Linked DNA regions of Mus musculus: all the other regions are linked to region 1. A link is a contact called in public HiChIP or PLAC-seq and promoter capture Hi-C data. All regions are on one chromosome and are shown on one strand. Each heading gives the region's core, a stretch centred on a gene start, on an enhancer-like site or on the middle of the called end of the contact. The rest is flanking DNA. Distances are from core to core; before and after follow the strand shown.

Region 1 (3,650 bases), core at 95-2,594:
ATACGTGACTCCAGATACATTCAGTGGGTGAACCCCCTTCAGAACACTGACCCAAATCCCCAGGAGGCTCTGATCTAAGTCCAGCTATGGGATACAGGAAGAAGAAGAGGGGCTGGCCCTTACACAGTGGCCCTGGGAATAGATGGGGTCAGGGTGGCTGTGGATACTCTCATGGGTTCAGGTCCCAAAGTGAGTCCTGGAGGCTGAGGTAGGGTGGATGTTTGGTCCTCTGGGCCTGCATGCGGGGTTCAGACCACATGCGCAATGGGCCAAGTTGTGGAGTCCTAGGGTGGCTTAGGGTAATGTTGAGGATGAGAGGCACTTCTCAGGCTGAGGAACCTGCTCACATTTCCATGGCCCCCACCTCCCACAGATCACCCAAAGGGGTCGTTAAGTAGGCAGAACCTCCTCCGTCCTCCTCCAGCAGGGCAAAGCCCACACTCAGGACCAGATCATGGAAGAACATCTCAGAAAAGGAGCCAAGGAGCCAGGGAGGAGGGCAGGGGTGTCAGGGACCTTGGAGCCTTCACTACCCCAGCCCTGGACCTCAAGACCCTTCATACCCCAGCCCTGGACCCCAAGGCCCTTCACTACCCCAGCCCTGGACCCCAAGGCCCTTCACTACCCCAGCCCTGGAGCCCAAGGGTCCCAGGGAACAAGTCCTGAGCCTCTGTGGCTCGGATCACAGTGTGGTGAAGAGTTGAGAGTTGGGGATTGCCTGTGTGTGTGTGTGTGTGTCTGTGTGTGTGTGTGTGTGAAAGAGAGAGAGAGAGAGAGCTTGTGCATGCGCACGCACATGGGCATATGAGTATTTGTGTGCATTGGAAACCTTAGGGGACATTTCTCAAGCACCATCCATTTTGGGGTTTTGTCTGTTTTTGTTGTTATTGGGGGTTTTGTTTGAGATGGGGGTCCTGCTATATAGCCCAGACCAAGCTGGAACTCACTACGTAGACCGTGCTATCCTTGAAATCAGAGAGCTCCACTTGTCTCTGCCTCCTGAGTGCTGGCATTAGAAGTATTTGCCACTATGCCTGGCCAACCTTATTTTCAACAAGGTCTTTCACTCGTCAAATACAGTTGGGCTGGTTGGCCTGTGAACACCACAGATTAACCGTTTCTGCCGTCCCAGTGCAGGGATTGCAAGCATATGCCACCACACCCATCCCCCCCTGCCCCCACCTGTGTCCTGGGAAACAAACTCATGTTCTTGCGAGGCAAACATTTTTACCTTTTACCCAGCTATGTTCCCAGACACTGCTTGGCCCTTTAAGAGGGCAGTTCTGCTCCTCCCCCTTGAGTGACCCTGTTGCTCAGCAACAGGAGGCAGTTGGTGTATACAATGTTCCTTAGGCAACCAGGAACCTTGCTTGGGACAGAGTGACCAGTACTGCTCCATTGATCGTGCCTGGACAATTGCCCAGTGACCCTCTCTTCATTCCGCCTCCCTTCCTGCTTAGCCAGGCAGTGGGTACCATGGCCCAAACGGGCGTGCTCCTGACCAAGGAGCCGGCCCCACAGTCAATAGATGTCTGTGAGCTTCCGCGCAAAGAATATGAAGTGGCCTGCAATACTGGCGCCTACACGTCCTCGGGTCTGGCCACCGCTGGCTTCCGCACAGCCAAATACCTGAGGGACGAGTGGTTTCAGAACTCTTATGCCCGCTACCACCAGGCCTTCGCAGACCGGGACTACTCTGAGCGGCAGCGGCATGAGAGCGGGCAGCTGGTAGCCGAGACTGGGGCACTGGCCCAGCGCACACAACTTGACTCCACAAGAAAGGTGGGAGAGCGCCTGGAGGACATGCATTGCTGGAAGTCAGAGCTGCAGCGAGAGATAGACGAGCTGTCTTCCGAGACGGACCTGATGATGGCCCAGAAGCTGCGGCTACAGCGCGCCTTGGATGCCACCTCCGTGCCTTACTCCATTGCTACTGACAACCTGCAGTGCAGAGAACGCCGCCAGCACCCAGACCTTGTCCGGGACTATGTGGAGGTGGAGCTACTGAAGGTGCAACCAGTGGCTCGGGCTCAGCGTGGGAGGCAGGCTCTGGCTCTCATAGAGATAACACAGGGCCTTAGGGTTCACACAGCACTGTGCCTATGCAGGACTCCTGATCCTTCAGATAGCGGAATTTCTACCACATCCAAGTAACTTTCTCTCTTGTGGGATTCCTTCCAGCCCATAAGATTTCAAAGACGTTCAGTCTGACTCTGAGGGGATTTTTGTTGTCGGTGGTGGTGGGCTTTGGGCTTTTTTGTTTGTCTGTTTTCCAAGACAGGATTTCTCAGTGTATCTCTGTCTGTCCTGGAACTCACTCTGTAGACCAAAGCTGGCCTCAAACTAGGAGATTTACCTGCCTCTGCCTCCCAAGTGCTGGGATTAAAGGCGTGCGCCACATTCTTCTGGCTGAGGTTGTTTTGTTTTTGGCTAAGCCAAAGGCTCCCCCGTACCACCATGCATGCCCCTTGCAGTGCTATTGGTGTTCAGGGTAGAAAGCCGGGCCAGCCAGTGTTGCATGTATGGAGGGCTTGTGGATGCCCATGGCATCTGCTCTCTCTCCCCAGAGCCCCAGAACCCCAGAGCCTGAGCTTCAATGTTCTCCTAGTATACACTATAATCCCAGTGTCAGGGAAACTGAGGAAGGAACACGAGCTCCAGGCCAGCCTGGACTACATATGAGACTCTTAAACAAACACCAAAACCCAAACTGAACCGAAAACAAACCCTGCCACGTCCCCCTCCCTTCATCGGGTACCTTTCCCTCAAACCCCAGCGCAGCTTGCTTTGGGGAGTCTTGTGTGATTATGGGGCCACTCAGCCTGGGTGCCACACAACTGGGAATTCCTCAGAGCTGGCGCCTCCTGTGGTAGCCTCAGGCCCATGGGCAAGGATGAATGATGGAGCTGGGGAATAAACCGCCAGGCTGGGGCCCCAGAGAACTCCTGTCCTACCCCTAGGCCTTGCCCACTTCGGCCAGTGGGTGCAGAGATGGGAGAGGGACCGAGGACACTGGACACTGGAGATCATGGCCCAGGTGGGTTTGAGCACAAGATAATCCTGGCACCCAGAAAATGTTGGGGTTAAAGGAAACTTAGAGTTTCCTACCTATTCTTGGTGGGAAGTGGGCAGACAGAGGGCATCTGATGTCCCGTGGGCTTGAGTTCCTCAGAGGCAGTATAGAGCTCGATATAAGGCTGGTATGCTCCTCAGGAAACTGTGGGAGTTTTGGGGATGATCCCAGAGTCTGGACAGCTGTCTTAGGTGACCCAACAGCAAAAAGATACCCTTTAGAGGAGACACTCACTTGCAACATGCTAACACTACCCGGAGTGAACGTCGCACACAAGGGCTGAACCTTTTTCTGGGGGTGGAGGGGGGACAGAGATTAAGGCAAAAAGTCAATGCTGGTGAGGTCCATACCTTGGCTCCTGCTGAGTCCCCGAGTCTCTGAGCAGGGTTGCTCAGAGAGGACCGGTCTCATTTCCAGGAAACCGAGCTGATCAGGAACATCCAGGAACTCCTGAAGAGGACGATAGGACAAGCCGTGGACCAGATACGGTGGGTCACAGCAGCCCCTGAGGGACCCGAGGGCTGGACTCTGTCCCCAAGGCTGGTCTGAGGTGGAGGCAGGACAGGTAGGGACCTGA
Region 2 (3,653 bases), core at 240-2,739, 290 kb before region 1:
CACCTTCAGGATGACAGAGTGTGCTTCCCCAGGTGGGAGACCTTGAGCAAAGAGCGGGCAAAACCACCTGCAGGGAACAAGGCAAGTGAGTTTGCAGGCTGCTCCCAAATCCTGCAGTTGCAACAGGTGTAAATTTCCCCCCCAAGCTTCTGGATCCAATTGATATCAGACCCCTATTTCCCTGCATGGGGAGAAGTTCAAGTCCAGTCCCCCAGCAGAGGAGTTTCAAGTGAAGACAGGACAGTTGGGCTGGGTTTTTGTAGCTGAACTTCATGTCTTCAGGAGCCAGGTTGCTGCACTGTGAGTTGTGTGTCTCCCCTCTATGCTGCCTAGTGAGGGCACCCTCTACCTTCTTGGAGTGCTGTGTAAGACTGGCCCTCACTCTAGCAGGAATATCTACATCACTAACAGCCAAAGGCTGAAGGGTCCTTTTCCTGCCTAACTTCTCCCTTGTCATGCATGCTGTGGTGCCCTCAGACACCCTCCTGAGCAAAATAAATCATGGGGACTCTGCTTGCCCAGAAAGGAACTCACAGCCCCATGAGATAGAGGAAGAGGTGTTTTTTTGTTTTTATTCATGTCACTGGTTTACAGATCAAGAATAAAATCGGAGTGATAATCATTATTGAGCCCTGCGGTAAGACCAGGTGTAATATAACTCACTCTAGCTTCTACACAGCACAGGTACTAAGAAGACAGACACCTTTAGGGCTGATCCTCTTTTTTTTTTTTTTTTTTTTGTATTTTAAATTGGGTTGATGTTAAGCTGTGTAGTACTTGGGACCAGTGATTCTCTTCTATCTGCCTCCACAGTATTGGGATTACAAGGTTGCCTGGCTGATTCTGACGATGCAGAGCTTCAATCAGCTTCCAGATCAAAAGGCCAGGTGCACGTTAGCTATGGGAGTGTAATTTCAGAATCGCCTCCCTGTAGGCTGTCCGAGATCTGGTCAGCCTATGGTCTACACAGAGCCATTTCCATTCTTCCTGAAGGCAAATGGATTCTGGGGACCTGGGATAGTCTAGGTGGAGGTGATGTTTCTACAAGCCTTTTCAAAGGGACGGCCAGGCCGGGAGGCGTTTAAGGCGCGAGGGTTTCCCGCCTCCGTGCCTGAGAGCTCGGATGGAGCGCTAAGACTGGAAGATGCGCTCATGGAGAACAGGGACCAAGTCCCTCCCGGACGATGGTCCTGGAAAGAAGCCAGCAGATGCCACGGGTTCTCAAGTCCTTGGGCATCACACTAAACAGCCTCGGGCCAAGCTCTTCGGAGAACCGAGTCTGCTTCACTTTCAATCCGCCGCGCCGGATCAGGTCTCAATGGAAGGACCCAGAACGACACAAACCCGTAAGTCGTCCAGATAGTGATCAGGGCGAGGCCGGAGACGGAAGAGCTAGCGAGAGGAAATGCATCATTTCCGTTGCGCCGCTGGACCCACGTTTTGTAGTCGTGAAATTGGATGTGAAGTTCGGCTTCCGGTTTTGTGCGACGGAAGTGACGAAAGCGCGGTGCGCCTCAGCGTGCGAGTCGAGGTCGCTATGAACAGTGTCCTGTGCTCACGGGCTGCGGGGTGAGAGCCGTGAGGTGCCGGTGCGTGAGGGTGGGAGGTGGCCGTGGCTCCGGGACGCTTACTGCTGTCTCTCTTCCAGAGCGGTCCGGGCTCTGCGGCTCGTGGGCTGGGCTTCGCGAAGTTTGCATCCGCCGCCCCGTGGCCGGTCTCCAGCTCAGCCTGCAGACAGGGAAGAGGAGGACGACGACCCCAACCTCCCGATCCAATTTTCCGGCAGCAAAGCCACCCCGATCCGCTGGACCGTGGAGCATTCCCTGGGGAAGCCGCAGCAGCGGCCCTGGTGGAAAGTGCTGCCGCTCACCCTCACACTCGTGGCTCTGGTTGTATGGTGCTACCAGAGGGAGGAGAGCGGCATGGACCTGTGGTTGAGGCAGGTGTTGGAAGAGGAGGACGAGGAGGAGCCGGAAGGTCCTCCGGAGGAGCTTGAAGCTCCGGCCCTCTACGGGGCTAGAACGTAACAGGGTGCGTGCTGAGGAAGGGACTAGGCAGCCGTCCTTTCGTTGTTGAATTTGACGATTTCTGAACTGGTTCTGCGCATGTCCTCGTTGCTTAAAGGACTTGGATGGCGCTCTTGGCGCTGAGACACAAGAACACAGCACAAAGTTGGAGGCTTGAAATCTGATCTTTGCCGAACACCAATGCCCAGTGATTACGTCCATAGAACTTTTGAGGTTCCTAGAAAAGGTTTTGGGTGCACCTTATGCTCTTGAGTTATGATGTGTTCATACAGCCTAATCATGTTTCCAGCGTTCATCTGGTGGAGGTGTTACCTGCAGTTCATTCGCTTTCCGAGACAGACTAACTGCTGAAGTGTAATTACCTATATGTGTGCAACATCAGTTGAAGCTATTTTAAAAACTAACAAATGGAAAATACATTTGGTAAAGTCTAATGAACTCAATTTTCTCACCTCCCCTTTCATCATCAAGTAGGCTTTGGTTTTTTTGTTTTGAAACACAGTCCCCCTATTTAGCTCTGGCAGGCCTAGAACTGGCTATGTAAACCAGCCTTGCTGTAGACTTAGATATCAGCCTGCTTCCTGCTTCTGCTGCCATCTTTTTTTTTTTTTTTTTCTCTTCTGCTCTTCATTCCCACATGAGAACTTAAAAACTTGACAGAAGTGGTAGGGTATGCTTGTCATCTCAACACTTATGAAACTGAGGCAGGAGGATCCTAAGTTTGGGGTCTGCTTGGGCTACGTAGGGAGGGCCTGTCTCAAACAAAACAAAACATCAATAATATAGTGGGTTGGTTTTTTTTGTTTGTTTGTTTCTGTCTTTTTCACAGTGTTGTGATTGAACTCAGGAGTCTATTGTGCTATCCTACCAATGAGGTCTGTTTCCAGCTCACATAGAATTGCTTTTGCAAAAAAAAAAAAATGTTACATTTCATGCAGTGGGTTCTCAGTGCTGCCAGGCTGATAACTTATCTGAAGTGATGTGGGCATTTGAACTCGTGAGCAGAATAAGTGGGGACACTCACTACACCTCTGCTTTCTCGTTTTTTTTCTTTCCTTCCCCCTTTCTAATTTTTCAAGACAAGGTTTCTTTATGTAGCCCTGGCCATCCTGGAATTCTGGCTGTATCCCTGGCTGGCCTTGAACTCAGAGGCAGAGGCTGCGTCCGCCTCCTGAGTGGTGGGATCAAAGGCGAGCACCACCAGATCTGAGTTTCACATCTATTTTACGGATAGGAGAATAGGTGTGTTAGCTAAAGGGTTACTTAAATGTTTATTTTATTTATTTATTTATTTTTTGTGCTATGCTTTTCCAATTTCCCAAATAGACTGTAGCTTGTGTTTTTCCTATTGTTTTCAGCCCAATGAATTCTCTGGGTGAGTGCCCAGCAAATATCAGGTAGGGAGAGGGCCTGTAACTAACTATAAGCCAGCTGCATGTACAAGACAGTAGATAAACTGTTGGGCAGAAAGAAATGATTGAATAAAACATGTTCTTTTGAGGGAGGAGGAGTTAACGTAACTGACGCTTACAAAATTAGATTTACTTTATGTGTATGTATGTGCATCACATACATGTCTGTTGCCTATACAGGTAAGAAGAGGATGTCAGATTCCCTGGAACTGGA
Region 3 (3,434 bases), core at 708-3,207, 390 kb before region 1:
TACTAGCTCTCCTGCTTAGGCAGAATGGTCATAGGATGCACAGGGAGAGCTCTCCATGGACACATGACAGAGACCCACATTGAGACCCTTGGCCTCCCACAAGGCATCTAGCTCCTCAGAGTGCATTCATCTTTGATCTTCTCAATAAAGGGCTCCCTGCCTGTCAAGACCCAAGGAAAGAGGCCGAGCTGTCCCGTGGTAAGCTTGGGTGCCTCTGCTCGCAAGAGGCGGGTGGTGTTCCCCTGCCTTGTCGGCAAGCCCTGTGTCAGTCATGACCAGGGCTGAGGTGGTTGCACTGGGCACATTGCTCAGGATTTCCAGGAAGTCCCCTTACACTGAACAGATGTTCACCTACGTCGCATGCTTTCTAAAGACCAGCGTCATCTCCCGACAGCCGCCATCTGACCTGTAGCCTCCAAGGCAGTTTGTAGGAGACTGGGTACTTGTTAGACAGACCCTCTTGTCTGCTTTAGGGGGTCATTACCAGGAAAGAACTCACATGTCAGCAGATGTGTCGATTTTAGATTGCATCCTCATATTTATGAGGCCCTTTATTCTCGTACTCTCAAACAGTGCATGCTATTTAAAGAGACGTTTCCAACTCCCAGGGTAGTGCATAGACCCCAGAACAAGAGAGCTGGGAAAGGAAAAGGCCACCATGGGCGTCAGGGAGGTAACACTCTGCCCTTTGCTGCTCTGTGCCTCCTCTGGTCTCCCGGACATCCCAGCCAGAGTCTCCTGCACTGTCCGAAAGGCCCTGACCACCTCAGCCGTTAAGACAGAACTCAGCCACATGTTCTCACACTTCTTGTTTTCCTTATTAAGTAATATTTCTTTCTAACCAAGGAAAAATGACTTGCTTTGATTAGGATACCCATCTTTCATCCTTCAGCCACATGTAATGGCAGAGAAGGAGCCTCCAGCCACGGGAGTGACTTCTTGTGAAGGAAGCCACAGACAGAGTCTAAGCTGAACAGTGGAGCTCTGTAGCGTTGCTTGTCAGGGTGGGCAGGAGGTGCAGGTTCCCTGCTGCCACCCTCAGCATGGACGGACACAACCTCCCCTCACCTAACCACTGGAAGGTGACAGAAAAATAACAAGACTTACGTTTGACGGTGCCTCGGGACTCCTGGAAACCTGCTGATTCCGAGCCCCATCCTAGAACCTCACAGTCATGGGTGTCCACCTGCCCAGTTCGAGTCCCAGGGCTTGTGACTCCCTTACCCCTGTCCACCAGCCAGCAAGACTTCCACAGCCCCACACTCCGCTTGCGTCCGTCCTCCAGCGTCTGGTACACCCAATTGGGGGTGAAGGCTGCTGCGTTGTTGAGGATGAGGGAGACCAGGGCCACCAGCACAGCGGTGGCCACAAGCTTCTGGAGAGTCATCTCTGACTTCCAGGACTGTCTATCTCGGAGAGTTCCAAGTCCCAGTCAGCCGCTGTGCATCCAGAGAAAGCCAAGATGCTGCTAGGGGTGGCTAGAGGACATCAGCACTCATCCTTGGGAAGCTATGCGGCAGCTCCAGCCCGGCACAGGAGGATGTCGCCCATGGGACGGGTCCAAGAGAGCTACTCACAGCCCTGTCTTAGCCTGCCTCTTGAGCCTGGAGCAGGGACAAGCCTGTGCTGAAGCTGGTCTCCCCAAGACCCATTCCAGGGAGAAATCTGGGGCACTGGCTGCACCAGCGAGAATCCAGAGTTGTAAGTGGGTCGTCTTCTTTGGAACAGAGGCCAGGGAGGCTGTGTCCACAGTGCCTCTTGCCTACAGCAGTGGAAAATGGACAGCAACTCGGGAGGCAGGCACAGCGTGGGAATCAGCCAGGTTACGCGCCTCAGAACGGGCTGTGGGAGCCAGTCTGATGGAGGAACAGGGTTGTGGACGCAGTGTGGGTTTGGCCACCTCTCTGCTATGTATCCCGTCTTGGTATCTCTGCCACAAATGGCAGGTCCTGAAAAGCAGAACGCCTGCCACAAGGAAGCATGTGTATGCGCGTATGTGTGTGAGCTCCCGTTTCCCTGTCTCTCAGCAGAGAGGAAATGGTTGTTTTTGAGGCTGTTTTTGGTGAGCAGGAGGGCGTAGCCAACTGCAACAAATAGCAGCCCTGCCACAGAGCCAGACACTAACAGGATGTGCTTCCTGATGGGAAAGGCCTGGGGAGACTTCAGAGGCCTGCTCCAGCCCACCACTGGCTGCCCCTCCCCATCTTCCTGTCCCATAGGAATAGTCAGGGATGCCAGCCAGGACACTCATCTTCTTACCTGTTGCCGTCAAACCTAGCCAGCTGTGCTAGGTCCCGGACCAGGGGATGCTGCAGACAGCACGGGCAGGCAGAATCCTCAGGGACTAGGTGTCCATCCATCCATCCATCCATCCATCCATCCATTGCCTAAGGCATGATAGGTGCTGTGAATCCCCAATGTCTAAAGCAGTGGTTCTCAGTCTGTAGGTCATGACCTCTTTGGGGGTCAAATGACCCTTTTACACGGGTCACCTGAGACCATCAGAAAACACAGATATTTGCATTAGAATTCATAACAATAGCAAAATTACAGTTGTGAAATAGCAACAAACTAATTTTATGGTTGGGGGTCACCACAACATGTGGAACTAATGGCAGGACAGAGTAAGGTGTAGAGGCACCTGAGGCAGGCCACCATCTGCTGACAGAGATCCATTCACCTCAAGGGAGCAAGTGTACTCAGACCTTACAAGGAAGGGGAACCTTGAGGAACCTCTGCAAGGGGTTGTTCTTGGGCTGGCAAGAAAAGGTGGGATTCTGTAAGGGGTTGTGCCACCAAGCAGGCTGGATAGCTGATGTGACTTCTGAGCAGCCAAGTTTGCTTACTAGCAAAGTGCTCGCTCCCCTGAGGCTGGACAGAGCGACTGTACATTTGCTCTCCTTCCTCATAGCGCTTCAGCTCTGGTAAATAAAAGCCACCAGGTCTGAGACTGTGTCCCGCCTCCAGAGCCTCCCACCAGGGTTCCAGAGCTGCATAAATGAACACAAGAACGCAGGAGCTGTGGGCTGAACCATCTCAAACACACGTACTGCACCGCACCGCACCGGGCAGGATTGGGACAGCCTGGTGCTGACTAGTGCACTGGCCGGGACAGGCCGGAACCGACCTTTCCTGTCTTCATGAACTGACATGCTGGGCCACCCCCTACTTCCTAGTGTGGCTGCCTTCAATCACACGTTCCCATATATAGTCAGGCTCCTGGCACTCCTTAAGTTTACATTCCAAAAGGCAAGGACTCTGTCTCTGTCCAGCCTTTTGACTGTCAGCAGTTCTGAGAATGTAAGTCCTCTGAGGAATAATATGATTTTTCACCCTCAAGTTTGTAGCAAGTGTCATTGTGGCTTATTTATATTTTTTATTCTTATTGCTCAGGGCCTGAAGGAAATTTACGCTTCATTCCAGGTCTCTGGGCC
Region 4 (3,669 bases), core at 754-3,253, 260 kb before region 1:
GAGATGTTTGAAGAGGGCTGCAATCTAGATGTAAAGTAAATACATTAATTAATAAAAGAATGAATAAGCAGACAAAATGTCCTTGGGCATCTAAGTCTGCAGGTAGTGGGGCTAGGCTAGTGGAACTGAAGGGCATAGCTGTATGCAGGCATAAGTGTGCTAGTGCAGGGGCTGTTGTCATGCCCTCCCTGAGCCTTTTGAGTGGGTAGTGTTGTTTTGGTATCTAGGGAATGTTGGCTCCTGGGTGCCAGTCTTGTCTTCGTTCTTTCCCAGGTCCCCATGGTGAAGTAGTGGGCAGTCTGGTCGTAAGATAGGTGCTTGTATAAGCACCTATCATTGAACAGGCATTGCTCGAGCTTCTGCTGTCTACCAGACAGACACCTTTCCAGAGTGTCAAGTAGTCTTTGCCTGGCGGTCTGACAGACAGACTTGGCTCTGACCAATACATTTTGCAGAGCGGAGGGTTTTTAGGACCAAGGGCATCTAGGGGCAAATGGTATGGTGGCCATCTGTCTATCACTAGAAAGGAAAGGGTTGTGTAGCTCAAAGATTTGGAGGTTCCCAGTCATGATCACAAGCATATCTCATAGTTACAGGGGCCTTGCACTAGGCCCTGCCTTGTCACCGGTCCAGCATCTTCTGGTCTAAGAGCCAGGCCTTCATGAGCTTTTGGAGACACTGCAGATTTGTTCTGCAGCTGGGAAGTGCTCACTCACTCTGTTTGCTTCGGTGTTCTAAGCGGCCAGCTGCGCTTCATAGAAAACAGATCACTAAGCCACCATGTTTTGTCTGATTTCCTAGATCTACAAATCTACAAAATGCAACGATATGCGCCAAACTGGCTACTGCCCTCGGGGCCCTTTCTGTGCCTTTGCACACACTGAGAGTAAGTAGACGATCTTCAGGGGGGTGTGGGGGAGGGGGCACCTCAGCCACCATGTGGCCAAGGAGCTCACTCAGCAGCTCCACAGTCTCACAGTGACCTGGGACTAGGCATGTCTGGGAATCCTGTATATAATGCCCGTTGAGATGGCTGGGGTGGGGGCAGGGAGAGGGGAGGGCTCATGCCTCATGGCTGGACCTGCCTTGCCCTTTGCACCTGGGACAGACTAGACCTGTGATGCTTGAAAGGACCCCTGTCCCCGGCCTCCTAGGTCCCACCTGCCTCCTGGGGATACGGATCTGTTGTCATTCTCGTGCTCACCTGCTTTGCTGCTGTCCTGCTGGGACTGAGTGTCAGTGGCTTTGTAGAGTCACTTTCTGTCCCTGTAGCTAGAGGTGCCAAGATCCTTAGTTGGGCTTGGCCAGCTGGCCTCAGACCCTACGGTCATTTATTGTCACATAGGCTCATAATTGATTCTCTAAAGCTGCTCCCCCAGCTCAGGAGTCTGAGTTCTGGTGGTTATAAAGCAGTTGCAAGCTCAGACTTCATTTTCTGTTCCAGTTGGAGTGGCAGCTGTTTCTGATCACACTTGACATGTTGTTGTTCATGTTAAAAATGATTGAACCCAAATAGCACTATTTGGGGCTAGAGAGATGGTTCAGTAGTTAAGAGCATGCATTGCTCTTGCAGAGTCGAGAGCTGAATTCCCAGCACCCACAACCGCTAGGGAATCAAATGCACACTCAGGGACCCCCGGAGCACCTGTACTCACATGCACACATCCACACAGAATACACACCTTAAAACAGATGTACCAACCATTGAGCCACCTCTCCAGCCCCTAAAAAGAATTTTTTTTTTTTTTTTCCGAGACAAGGTTTCTCTGTGTAGCCCTGGCTGTCCTGGAACTCACTCTGTAGACCAGGCTGGCCTCGAACTCAGAAATCCACCTGCCTCTGTCTCCCAAGTGCTGGGATTAAAGGCGTGCACCGCCGCCATCACCACCCAGCAAAAAAGAATTTTTTATTTTAATTTCATGGCTCTGTGTGGGCTGGCCTGCCACCCAGAACAAGGGAAGTGGTTACAACATCAACCGGTCCTCTCCACCTGTCCTGTGGGCCAGCTGGCGGCCCCTCAGTGCCAGTTTCTCTTTTTTTTCTCTTGGCAGAGAGCCTGGCTATGGTGAACGAGTGGAGCTGCCGTGATCTCAGTTCCAACAGCACCTCAGCTTATAGCAGCCAGCCTGGAAGTGTAAGTGGACACTGCTTGGATCAGTCCCACTGAGGGGACAGGCATGGGGTGAGGTTTGGGTGGTGTGGCTGAAAGCAGCCTACATGTGGAGTTGTGATTCCTCCTCAGATAGTCTAGAAAAGTCTTGCCTGGGCTGGAGCAGGACATCATGCCCCTGCTGCACTGCTTTGTGGGATTCGGCCTTAGCGGGCATCTGGTGCCTTGCCAGCCCTCGACTTGGCAGATCCCTTGGGCTGTCCGTCCTAGGCAGTTGGAGGTCATCAACAAGTGGTATCTGATGCAGCATCTCAGTCTGTTACTCGGCATCCCCATGCTTTGGGTGAGGGGCGTCCTGTATCTGATGGGTGTGATGAGGATGGATCGTTCTCGGACTGAGAAGTCACTTCCTGTTCGTGCCAGAGTCAGCCACTAGAGTAGGTCCCTGGGGAGCCATCCCAGGATAGGGACAGGATGTTCAAAAACGGATTTAAAATAGCATTTGGTTCTAAACAGTTTGTGTGACATTGACGTAGTCCTGAGGTTGCTGGGCAGTGTGGTTTATGCCCAGCATTCAGGAGGTGGAGGTAGGAGGTCTCTGAGTTTGAGGACAGCCTGGTTTATAAAGTGAGTTCCAGAAACCCTGTCTTAAAACAAAACAAAACAAAAACAAACTATTAAAAATGAGGGGAAAAAAAGAAGTCTCCCTGAATTAGTTGAACAGAGCCGCTCTGCTCAGCTCATGCAGTCAGGGTGTCGCTGCACTTGGTTGCTAAGCCACTGTTGGACCCTGAGTCTGTTAGGGCTCCTGAGGTTCTGTAGGTGTTTCTTTGTGGTCTAGGGTTTAGTCACTTTTGTTCTTTGGCCCTTCTGCCTAGGATGGTCTTCTCTGGCTGGTAGGGCAGGCTCCATATGTGTTCTAGGTATGGCAGGCATCCTCTGCTGCTCTCGGCTCAGGAGGCCCCAGTCTGTGATGCTCTGTTGCTGGTGTCAGTGAGCTCTCCCGAGAGTCCCTCTCTCTCTGAGTGAGGGTGGAGGAGTGCCTGTGGATGAGTCATCTCTACATTCTTTCCTGCTCTGGGCCTGGAACCCTGCGGGCACTCTATACTCAGAACTTTCCACGTCTCTTGGAATTGTCACAAAACCCTCACAGGGCCACTTGAAATGCTGGGAGCTCTTCTCCTTCAAGGAGGCACAGCTGGGCCTGTCTTAGGGTTTCATTGCTGTGAAGAGACACCATGACCAAGGCAACACTACAAAGGACAACATTTAATTGGACCTGGCTTACAGGTTCAGAGGTTCATTATCATCATGGCAAGACCATGGCGGTGTGCAGACAGGCATGGTGCTAGAGTAGCTAAGAATTCGACATCTTGATCGGCTGGCAGCCACGAGTAGACTAGATTCCACCCTGTGTGTAGCCTGAGCAGAGCAGACCTCCCACAAAGTGACATACTTCTTCCAACAAGGCCACATCTCCTGGTAGTGTCACTCCCTATAGCCAGACTTTCAAACATGAGTCTATGAGGCTAAACCTATTCAAACCACCACAACCTCCC
Region 5 (3,709 bases), core at 859-3,358, 340 kb before region 1:
AGAGTCACAGGATAATCATGGGAAAATTCAGAACACCATTTAACTTTCTTCCTCTTATTCTGTGTTTAGTTTTGGTTTTACTTTGAATTGTATGAAAGGAAGGACATTTCCTATAATCCTCTCACCCTTAGAGGTTAAGATGAACTTAAAACTTTCTGATTTGAAAATTTTCAAATAAAAAAGTTTCAAGGTAATATTATATACATGTATATGCATATATATATATATAAAATCTAGGATATATATATGTACACATATATAGATGAATGTACATATATATCCTAGAACCCTTGTTAACTCTCTTACATATGATCTTTGTCACCACTGATGTCCTGAATTGTATTTTAACTATTTTTATAGAATCTTTCTATGTCGTACATATTAACCCCAGCCCTCTCTGATATTTCTCTGTTAAATGTAGCTTTCACATTATATACCTATTTCCTTCATTAAGTGGACACTTTCTTCCTTGCTTCCTTCTACCATCCTCTGTAATGCAACTGCCATGACACTGCTCAGAAGTAAACTTTGTAACATCGTTCTTTCTCTGTAGAGTGCCACCCATGATTACAGTCACTCTCGGGTCCCTGAAGTTGTAGTATCAAATCCCAATCCTTGCCCCTACATAATTCAGGATACATCTAAGAACAACTTTGTTGATGTAACACCGATACTAAGGCAAACTTAATCTTCCTAAAATACTATTGCCTAAAGCAACCTGCGGCTAGTTAATGCCACGCCCATGTGCTGTCCTAGTCTCCTCCTCGGAGGAACCCCAGTCTTTCCTAATTTGGCACTTCAGGGTGCCACGGTCCACCCAAGTCGGTTATGGGGGTCTCTGGAATGAGGGTCCTCAAAGCTAGGTGGGTAAGGATTCGGTGGTGACAAACAGAAACAAACACAGAGGCAGTTTGAATCTGAGTGCATTTTGCAGCTCTCAAGCAGGGGATTTTATACATTAAAAAACCAAACATTACATCTCTTAGAAACTATATCCAGTGAAACAATCACAAATACCAACAAAAATCATTTGGCACAGTAAAGCACAAAAATCATCCAAGCATTACAACTCTGAAACTATGCATTCAGTGAATCACAAACAGTACAGGTAACATCATTATTAATATAAATCATCAAAATATAACAATTCTAAAAGGATGTATTCAGTGGGGGCTGTTGTCCAAGTCTAGTGGCTTATTTCTAGGAGCAGGTTAATAAATCTTTAATGGTCAGTGCTCTTAACCACTGAACTAACTCTCTAGCCCCATGGTCAATTACTATTTAACATCTAGTATCTGGGTTTTTTCTTTTTCTTTTTTAACAAATCTTCAATATGTAAATTCAAACTATTTTAATTCTTTCTAATTAAGGCTTTCTTTACCATACACCAAAATCCACCTCCGATGACACACGTGCAGCCATATGAAATTTTATTGTTGGGAAAGTTTTTATCTATCGTAATAGTTTTGTAAATGATTTAGAAAGTAAGGCATTGTTTTCCCGGGGGATAAGGTCATGTTAGTGGCCCCCATCTCTAGGGTTGGTTTCTTACCCATTATTCTTGCTTAAGATCTTGGCCTAGGCTACCAGGAACATGTAAATAAGAAAAGGAATAAGAGAAAACAAAACATTGCCATAAGAACTACCACTCAATATTTTTTTCTCCGGCGAAGAGTTCCACACCGGTTCCAGGAGGCCTACCCCTTTTGAGGTCAATAGCCTCAGTTTGTGGAACTTGTCATACAGATCCTACTGGAAGTGGTGTGGCATCAGGGTCTCAATCCCTTTCCCGGAATTGCAGCAGTTTGGCTGCCCTTTGAGCACAGGAAACACATGAAGCCAACTTAGTTGAGAGGGACGATTCCAGAACTTTTACAGGTAGTTTATTTTTTTTTTTTCCATATCATCTCTTGGAGGACTAGGCGTGCATCTCGGGCTGGTTCTTCTCTGGAGTTTGGGTCACTGCCTTCAGTGAAGACACTAATTGCTAGGGATTTTGAGTTCTAGGTTTCTACCCTGGGCTGCAACGACCAGTGAACCACAATTCCCAGGAGACTCCGCGCTCCCGGATCTTGCCGGCCTCCGTCGTCAGTCACGTGGGCACCGATGATAGATCACGTGAGACCTGGGCGCGGGTCACGGGAATGCTGCCGGTCTGCCGGCTGTTCTTGTTGAGTTTGGTCCTCAGTGGGCCATGGCCAACGTCTCTAAGAAAGTGTCTTGGTCCGGCCGAGATCGCGATGATGAGGAGGGGGCGCCACTGCTTCGAAGGACAGGGCAGCCTGACGAGGAGACGCCGCTGCTGAACGGAGCTGGGCCGGGCGCGCGCCAGGTGAGGCCCGCGGGCCGGAGATGCAGCCGCCGGGATCGCTGCGCCGGTCCTCAGTGTGCTGGCGGGGCCCAGAGGGAGGCCACGGTGCTCTCCTCTGTTATTTTTTTGAATCCTGGAAGACTTTTATTTTTGATAGCCTCGCACTCATAAACCTCTTCTTTCTTTCTCTTTGAACCCCTTCTTCCCATCTCGTTCCTCAGTGGCTACACCATCAGAGAAAATGATACCCTCTCCTCCAGGAACCGTTGTCGCTGACTTTTCAGCAAGAGATCCCAAGACTTTAACGTTGCTTTTGTTTTTTAATTTTACTTTTCGTGGTGAGGGTCAAGCCAGGGTTTACACATACAAGGCAATCATAACGACCTCAGCTCTGCACCCATAGCCCTTGACGTTTCAAGATAAGGTCTCACAGTGAGACCACCAATGAATTCATAATCCTGTCTCATTTTCCCAAGAACTTGGAAGGCCTGGACTACACGCTTGGTAGTTTTCAATTTAAATGGCAGAATTGTGCTTTCGGTGAAAGTGCCTGTCTCCTTTCTCACAGGAGTAATTCCAGACGTTTGGGACACAATTGCAGTGTCAAGCATCCCCACTCATTTTCTCTTACTACCTAGTTGAACTTGGAATGTGCAGCCAGACATGATAAGCAACAAGTCAGAGGCCAGAGTGTGCTCAGCACTGCGAACAGTTTGTGCCTTCAAATGCCTAGCGTTTAAGACCGGGACAGGCTTGTTTACTTGTGTGCTTTTGCTTCTTTTGCCTGTGTGCATCGTGTTAATTTTGAGTCAGTTACTTATATCAATTCCTTGATGTTAGTCTGTTTTATAACTGTCCTTTACCCTTCCTCCTCCTGATGTTAGAGGTGTCTTAACAAACACTCCTGCTGTTTTAAAGGCTAAGAAGAGCACAAGATAGGGCTACCGCATCAAAACTTACATTTAGGCTTTCTTTGCTAGACCCTTGAAGGTGCAGTGGACAGTGAAAGTCAAAGTCAGCTCCTTGTTGCTGGGAAGCAGCTCAGGCCCTTTTGAAGGACGTGTGCTTGTGACTCCGGTCTGCAGTAGTGATCAGAAATAAGTAAGGTGGTAGAGCTGTGTCTGCCTCCCTAGGGTGTTTCTGGGTGGTGTGATTTGTTATCCCTGTTGTAAAGAAAGTAACCTTTGGGGAAGGGGGCTATTGCTGCTCTTGGAGAAGACTCAAGTTCAGGTCCTAGCACCCAGGTCCAGTGGCTCAACCACTTATAACTGTAGTTTCAGGTGATCTGACCACCTTTTCCTCTCCTGGCCTCCACTAGAGAGGCCTCCACCACACACACACACACACACACACACACACACACACACACACACACGTGTCTCTCTCCAAAAAGAAAGT
Region 6 (3,797 bases), core at 1,081-3,580, 360 kb before region 1:
GTCTATTCAGTGAGTTACAGGGATAGTCAGGGCTGTTTGCTGAGACCCTGTCTCAACTCTCTCAGCCCCACAGCCCCCCCAAAAAAGCCAGGTGAGGTGACAATATCATGAAGTCCCAGCCCTAGGTATACAGAGGCAAGTGAATGCCTGAGATTCCATGGCCAGACAGCCTAACCTAGCTGACAACCTTCCAACAGATGAGAGACCCCATTTCAAAAACCAAGAAGTTGAGCATGGTGGCATTCTGGAGGCAGAGGGTAGAGAATCTTTATGAGTTCAAGGCCAGGACAGCCAGAGCTGTCAAAAGCACCAAAAAACAAAACGAAACACACAAGAAAGAATTAGTCCCAACTACTTCCTAAGGATTTACATTTGCCTATCAGCTGGAAAGCTCTTCTCTTCCCCTGCTGAACAGCCAGTTACTCATAGGATGTCCCCGATCCTGCACAGATAGACACCAGGCCTTCCCCTGTTCTGGCCTGTTGGCACAAGTCTTTTTCTTTTCTTTCTTTCTTTCTTTTTTTTTTTAAGTTTTGATATTTTATGTGTGGGTGTTTTGCCTGTATACTACATGCACGAAGAACCTATGAAATCAGAACAGGGTGTCAGATCCTCTGGAACTGGAGTTGCACTGAGTTGTGAGCAGCCATGTGGGTGCTGGGAACTGAACCCAGTCCTCTGGGAAAGCAGCCAGTGCTCTTAAGCACTGAACCATCTCTCCACCCCCACACCCCAGCAGTTTATAAAACCCCAGCTTCTCACAGCCACAGATCCTTCCAAGGACTGCCATTCAACCGGATGTGGGACCTGGGTACACAGGGATCCATAGCAGCAATGTGGTAGATAAACATTTAAAACCTGACATGTTAGCCGGGCGGTGGTGGCACACGCCTTTAATCCCAGCACTTGGGAGGCAGAGCCAGGTGGATTTCTGAGTTCGAGACCAGCCTGGTCTACAGAGTGAGTTCCAGGACAGCCAGGGCTACACAGAGAAACCTGTCTCGAAAAACAAAAACAAACAAACAAACAAACAAAAAAACCCTGAAATGTCCTGATGATCCTGAAAGTGCCACAGAATAAAGAATGGGCCCAGTAGAAGACAACAAGTGACCTTTAGGGCATCAGCTAGGGACAGTGGAGACTCTCTGAGTGCTGATCTGCAAGGAACCCTATTCTTCCTCCCAGCCTTCAACAAGAAGGAGTGAGGCCAGGCTAAGATGCAGGGTCCTTCCCCTTACAGTTTTAAGGTGTTGGGAACCTTCTCAGAACTTGGGCGCCCTGTTGCTCACTAACTGCTCACCCAGCAGTGCTCTCAATGGCTTCCATCAGCACCAGGAAGGCTTGGTCTGGAGGGCCATCCAGGAAGAAGCTCTCCCAAAGCCGCTCCAGCTGGCCACCGGGGGACAGCTCCAGCCAACCTGGGCTCAGCTTGCTGACCAGACATCTAAGGACGGCTGAGAAGTGGACAGTGGCAAACTCCTCCTTCTCCTCAGGAAGAACTGGATCCTCGGTTCCACCGAGGTATCGTTTCAGAGTCCCCAGGGTAGAAAGGATATGGCCAGCATCCTCTGAGGATGAAAGGATGTGAATGGCTTCCTGGACGGTGAGCCGGACAGCAGACAGGGCTGGGTCCATCCTGCAGAACAGGGCTGAGGGTCCGAGAAAAGCATGTTAGAGTGTCAAGAATTCTTCCCATGGCACCCACGATGTTAAGGGAGGAAACAGTTGGGCCGGTTCCAAATCTCAGGCCCCACCCCCCTACACACACGCACTTACTTCTGCGCTTCCAGGCGCTTCACTCACAATCTCACTCACGCTCTCCCGTCCTTCTTCCGGGTTTCCCGCCTGCCCGATGATCTGACAGAGCTTCAGTCCCGGACTGCACCGGTGCACTGTGGCTGTCTCCTCTGTCAAACCCACTGATAGTTGGATGAGTGAGTGGCTTGCCAGGGTGCAATAACTAAAACTCCTCCTCCGTCTGCAGCTCCAGGTTAGCACCCAGCCCCCTAAACACGAGGCCTTCGGCTCGTATGGGAACTGGCCATGCTGCAAGGCAGGACACTGCAGCCCCGACTGGACCAACCACTCCTACAGGGTTCCTCTGGCCAGCATGCTTCAGAGCCGAGGCCACATGCTCCCTCTTGCGCGCCGCTGATTCGCCACGGCACCAGGACCACGCGCCAGATTCAGTGTCAGCTGAGGGCAGCTGTGAATTCGAGTCGCAGAGCTCACGTGAAACCTGCACGGATATTTAGAATTTCTGGGGCTGATACAAACGCGTGGCTAGGGACGAATCAGCGGCGCGCCAACGCGCTGATGACCGCAGCATCTGCGCCTGCGCAAGAGGAGGAAGAGGCGTGGCCTAAGAGCCTACGGTGGGCAAGGCCTGAGGGCAGGACTCCGGTAGGCGTGTCCGCTCTATTGGTCCCCTGGTGACTGCTGTCTCTGTTTTCCTTAATTCTGGAGAGACTTTCCCCAGCACATTACCCCACTATGCTGCCTTGGGTCGGATGACTTTCCACTCTAGAGCACTAATCAACTCTCTAGGCGCCCTGAGGGAAACAGAATAAGGAAGCCAGGAACAGCGGATATGGCCAAGTTGTAATGCGGATGCGCTGATGTATTTGGTGGTACACAAGGGTGCACGTTTACTGCGAACACGCAAACTGCGTCTAAACTGCCCTAAATGAAACACCACTAGCTGAGTAAACACCCAGGGATCCTGACTGTCGTCTGAACTTAGCAGTGTGAAACATTCCATCATGGCAGAACTTTTCTTGACCATCCTGATCTGGAAGATACATTGAGGGAGCAACATTTCAGCGGAACTGGGTGTGGGTGGAAATCTGAGCAAGCTGTATTCATTCAACATCATCAAGCAAAATTACCCTTCCTGAGCAGGAAATGAGCCCACTCAAGGCTTAGCAGTTAGCAGAGCATACCAGGGGCCAGAGCGATTATCTTAGAGGTTAAATTACGTGTGGCTCTTGCCAAGGTCCCAAGTTCAGTTCCCAGCATCCATGGAAGTGTTACCGATCAGCCAGCCAGGATCTCTACACAAATAAAAACTGGGGTTAGTCAAAGAGAAGGTCTTCAAATGGTAGCTTTCTTTTTTTTTTTTTTTTCTCCATGTTTGGCCTCAGTGAGAGATGGCAGATGACTCCCCTAGTATTAGGGGACTGGAGGCATTGGGACCCTTAGCCCTAAAAGTATTCTAGCTCTTACGTAGGTCAGGAATCCTTGGCTCTTTCCTGTGGCTGGTGCAGCTTCCACTAAGCAGATTTGGTGATTGTAGGGACTCTTCAGCCCTACAGCTTTACAATTTTTGTGTAGACCTTCGCTCTTAATGACAGCCAGTGTTAAAATTCTTGGCCTAGGGTTGAGACCTCTTGGCTCTCTGGAACTCATCTGGCATCCAAGGCTATGCCATCTCTTCTCTGGTTTAGTCAATTATCCTCATTCAGTCTCAGTTTCTGCACTCCCCTGATGCCTTGGCTACTGCTTCCTCAGCTATGACAAAACTGACTGTCCTGTCCCTTTTGTAGCTTGGCCTGCCAATTGCTCAGCTGTCTCTGCCACCTCTTTTTTTTTCATGATAACAGCTTAGCCCACATTACTGAGAGTAGGCAAGCAAACCCTGGAGAGGAGCCTTTTACTGTACCTAAAGCTGCAACAAAAGGGAGGAGATGAGGAAAGTCTCTCCCAGAGGGAGTCAAAGCGGCTGCCTTCAAATCCTGAAAAGGGGCACTTCCTCTGCTAACAGTCTTTGCACCAGCCTCTGTAGTTCCTCAGCTAGG

What was found. Promoter capture Hi-C pulls out the DNA fragments that hold promoters and counts their contacts. HiChIP or PLAC-seq counts read pairs in DNA pulled down with a chosen protein or histone mark.
Region 2: a contact with region 1 is called in an H3K4me3 HiChIP or PLAC-seq map of bone marrow-derived macrophages, with 2.8 times the contacts expected there. The contact joins the promoter of BC003965 here to the promoter of Tekt4 in region 1. A contact is called at or near these places in 3 of 484 Hi-C or Micro-C datasets (the Ba/F3 cell line, the G1E-ER4 cell line and the N1E-115 cell line), 2 of 115 datasets of contacts at active chromatin or transcription factors (bone marrow-derived macrophages and embryonic stem cells) and 2 of 9 other capture datasets (adipose tissue and pancreatic islet).
Region 3: a contact with region 1 is called in a promoter capture Hi-C map of the HPC-7 cell line. The contact joins the promoter of Tmem204 here to the promoter of Tekt4 in region 1. A contact is called at or near these places in 5 of 39 promoter capture datasets (the C10 cell line, the HPC-7 cell line, embryonic stem cells and 1 more) and 1 of 9 other capture datasets (embryonic stem cells).
Region 4: a promoter capture Hi-C map of hippocampal neurons shows a contact between it and region 1, with 3 times the contacts expected there. The contact joins the enhancer-like site here to the promoter of Tekt4 in region 1. A contact is called at or near these places in 5 of 39 promoter capture datasets (embryonic stem cells, hippocampal neurons, liver and 1 more), 2 of 484 Hi-C or Micro-C datasets (cortical neurons and myocytes) and 2 of 9 other capture datasets (embryonic stem cells and pancreatic islet).
Region 5: an H3K4me3 HiChIP or PLAC-seq map of embryonic stem cells shows a contact between it and region 1, with 4 times the contacts expected there. The contact joins the promoter of Clcn7 here to the promoter of Tekt4 in region 1. A contact is called at or near these places in 1 of 39 promoter capture datasets (embryonic stem cells), 1 of 15 datasets of contacts at CTCF or cohesin (the NIH/3T3 cell line), 2 of 484 Hi-C or Micro-C datasets (both in embryonic stem cells), 6 of 115 datasets of contacts at active chromatin or transcription factors (the 230-238 cell line, embryonic limb bud, embryonic stem cells and 2 more) and 3 of 9 other capture datasets (adipose tissue, embryonic stem cells and macrophages).
Region 6: a contact with region 1 is called in a promoter capture Hi-C map of neural stem cells. The contact joins the promoter of Telo2 here to the promoter of Tekt4 in region 1. A contact is called at or near these places in 7 of 39 promoter capture datasets (the HPC-7 cell line, embryonic stem cells, hippocampal neurons and 3 more), 1 of 15 datasets of contacts at CTCF or cohesin (the NIH/3T3 cell line), 10 of 484 Hi-C or Micro-C datasets (the HL-1 cell line, the N1E-115 cell line, embryonic stem cells and 2 more), 4 of 115 datasets of contacts at active chromatin or transcription factors (embryonic forebrain, embryonic stem cells and large pre-B cells) and 3 of 9 other capture datasets (embryonic stem cells, macrophages and pancreatic islet).

Annotation. Positions count from the first base shown.
Region 1 is chr17:25,470,246-25,473,895 of GRCm38.p6, forward strand. It overlaps Tekt4 (tektin 4), which reads left to right and starts at 1,345. Exons shown (of 6, transcript NM_027951.1): 1 at 1,345-2,010; 2 at 3,491-3,561. The coding sequence starts at 1,477.
Region 2 is chr17:25,183,072-25,186,724 of GRCm38.p6, forward strand. BC003965 (cDNA sequence BC003965) reads left to right here and starts at 1,490. Exons shown (of 2, transcript NM_183150.2): 1 at 1,490-1,569; 2 at 1,649-3,653. The coding sequence starts at 1,538. The coding sequence ends at 2,027.
Region 3 is chr17:25,079,157-25,082,590 of GRCm38.p6, forward strand. It overlaps Tmem204 (transmembrane protein 204), which reads right to left and starts at 1,958. Exons shown (of 3, transcript NM_001001183.1): 1 at 1,108-1,958. The coding sequence starts at 1,387. All of the region lies in intron 18 of Ift140 (intraflagellar transport 140), which reads left to right.
Region 4 is chr17:25,208,753-25,212,421 of GRCm38.p6, forward strand. It overlaps Unkl (unkempt family like zinc finger), which reads left to right. Exons shown (of 15, transcript NM_001197024.1): 7 at 802-886; 8 at 2,052-2,134. Among named protein-coding and RNA genes, the nearest start is that of Gm52286, 21 kb to the left of the region's middle. Within about 2 kb of position 2,004, at least 84 of the 459 cell types and tissues checked have an H3K27ac peak or open chromatin away from gene starts, as enhancers often do. A contact at or near this core is called in hippocampal neurons and myocytes, where this site is marked.
Region 5 is chr17:25,131,283-25,134,991 of GRCm38.p6, forward strand. It overlaps Clcn7 (chloride channel, voltage-sensitive 7), which reads left to right and starts at 2,109. Exons shown (of 25, transcript NM_011930.4): 1 at 2,109-2,332. The coding sequence starts at 2,195.
Region 6 is chr17:25,113,637-25,117,433 of GRCm38.p6, forward strand. Telo2 (telomere maintenance 2) reads right to left here and starts at 2,331. Exons shown (of 21, transcript NM_001163661.1): 1 at 1,777-2,331; 2 at 1,301-1,649. The coding sequence starts at 1,635.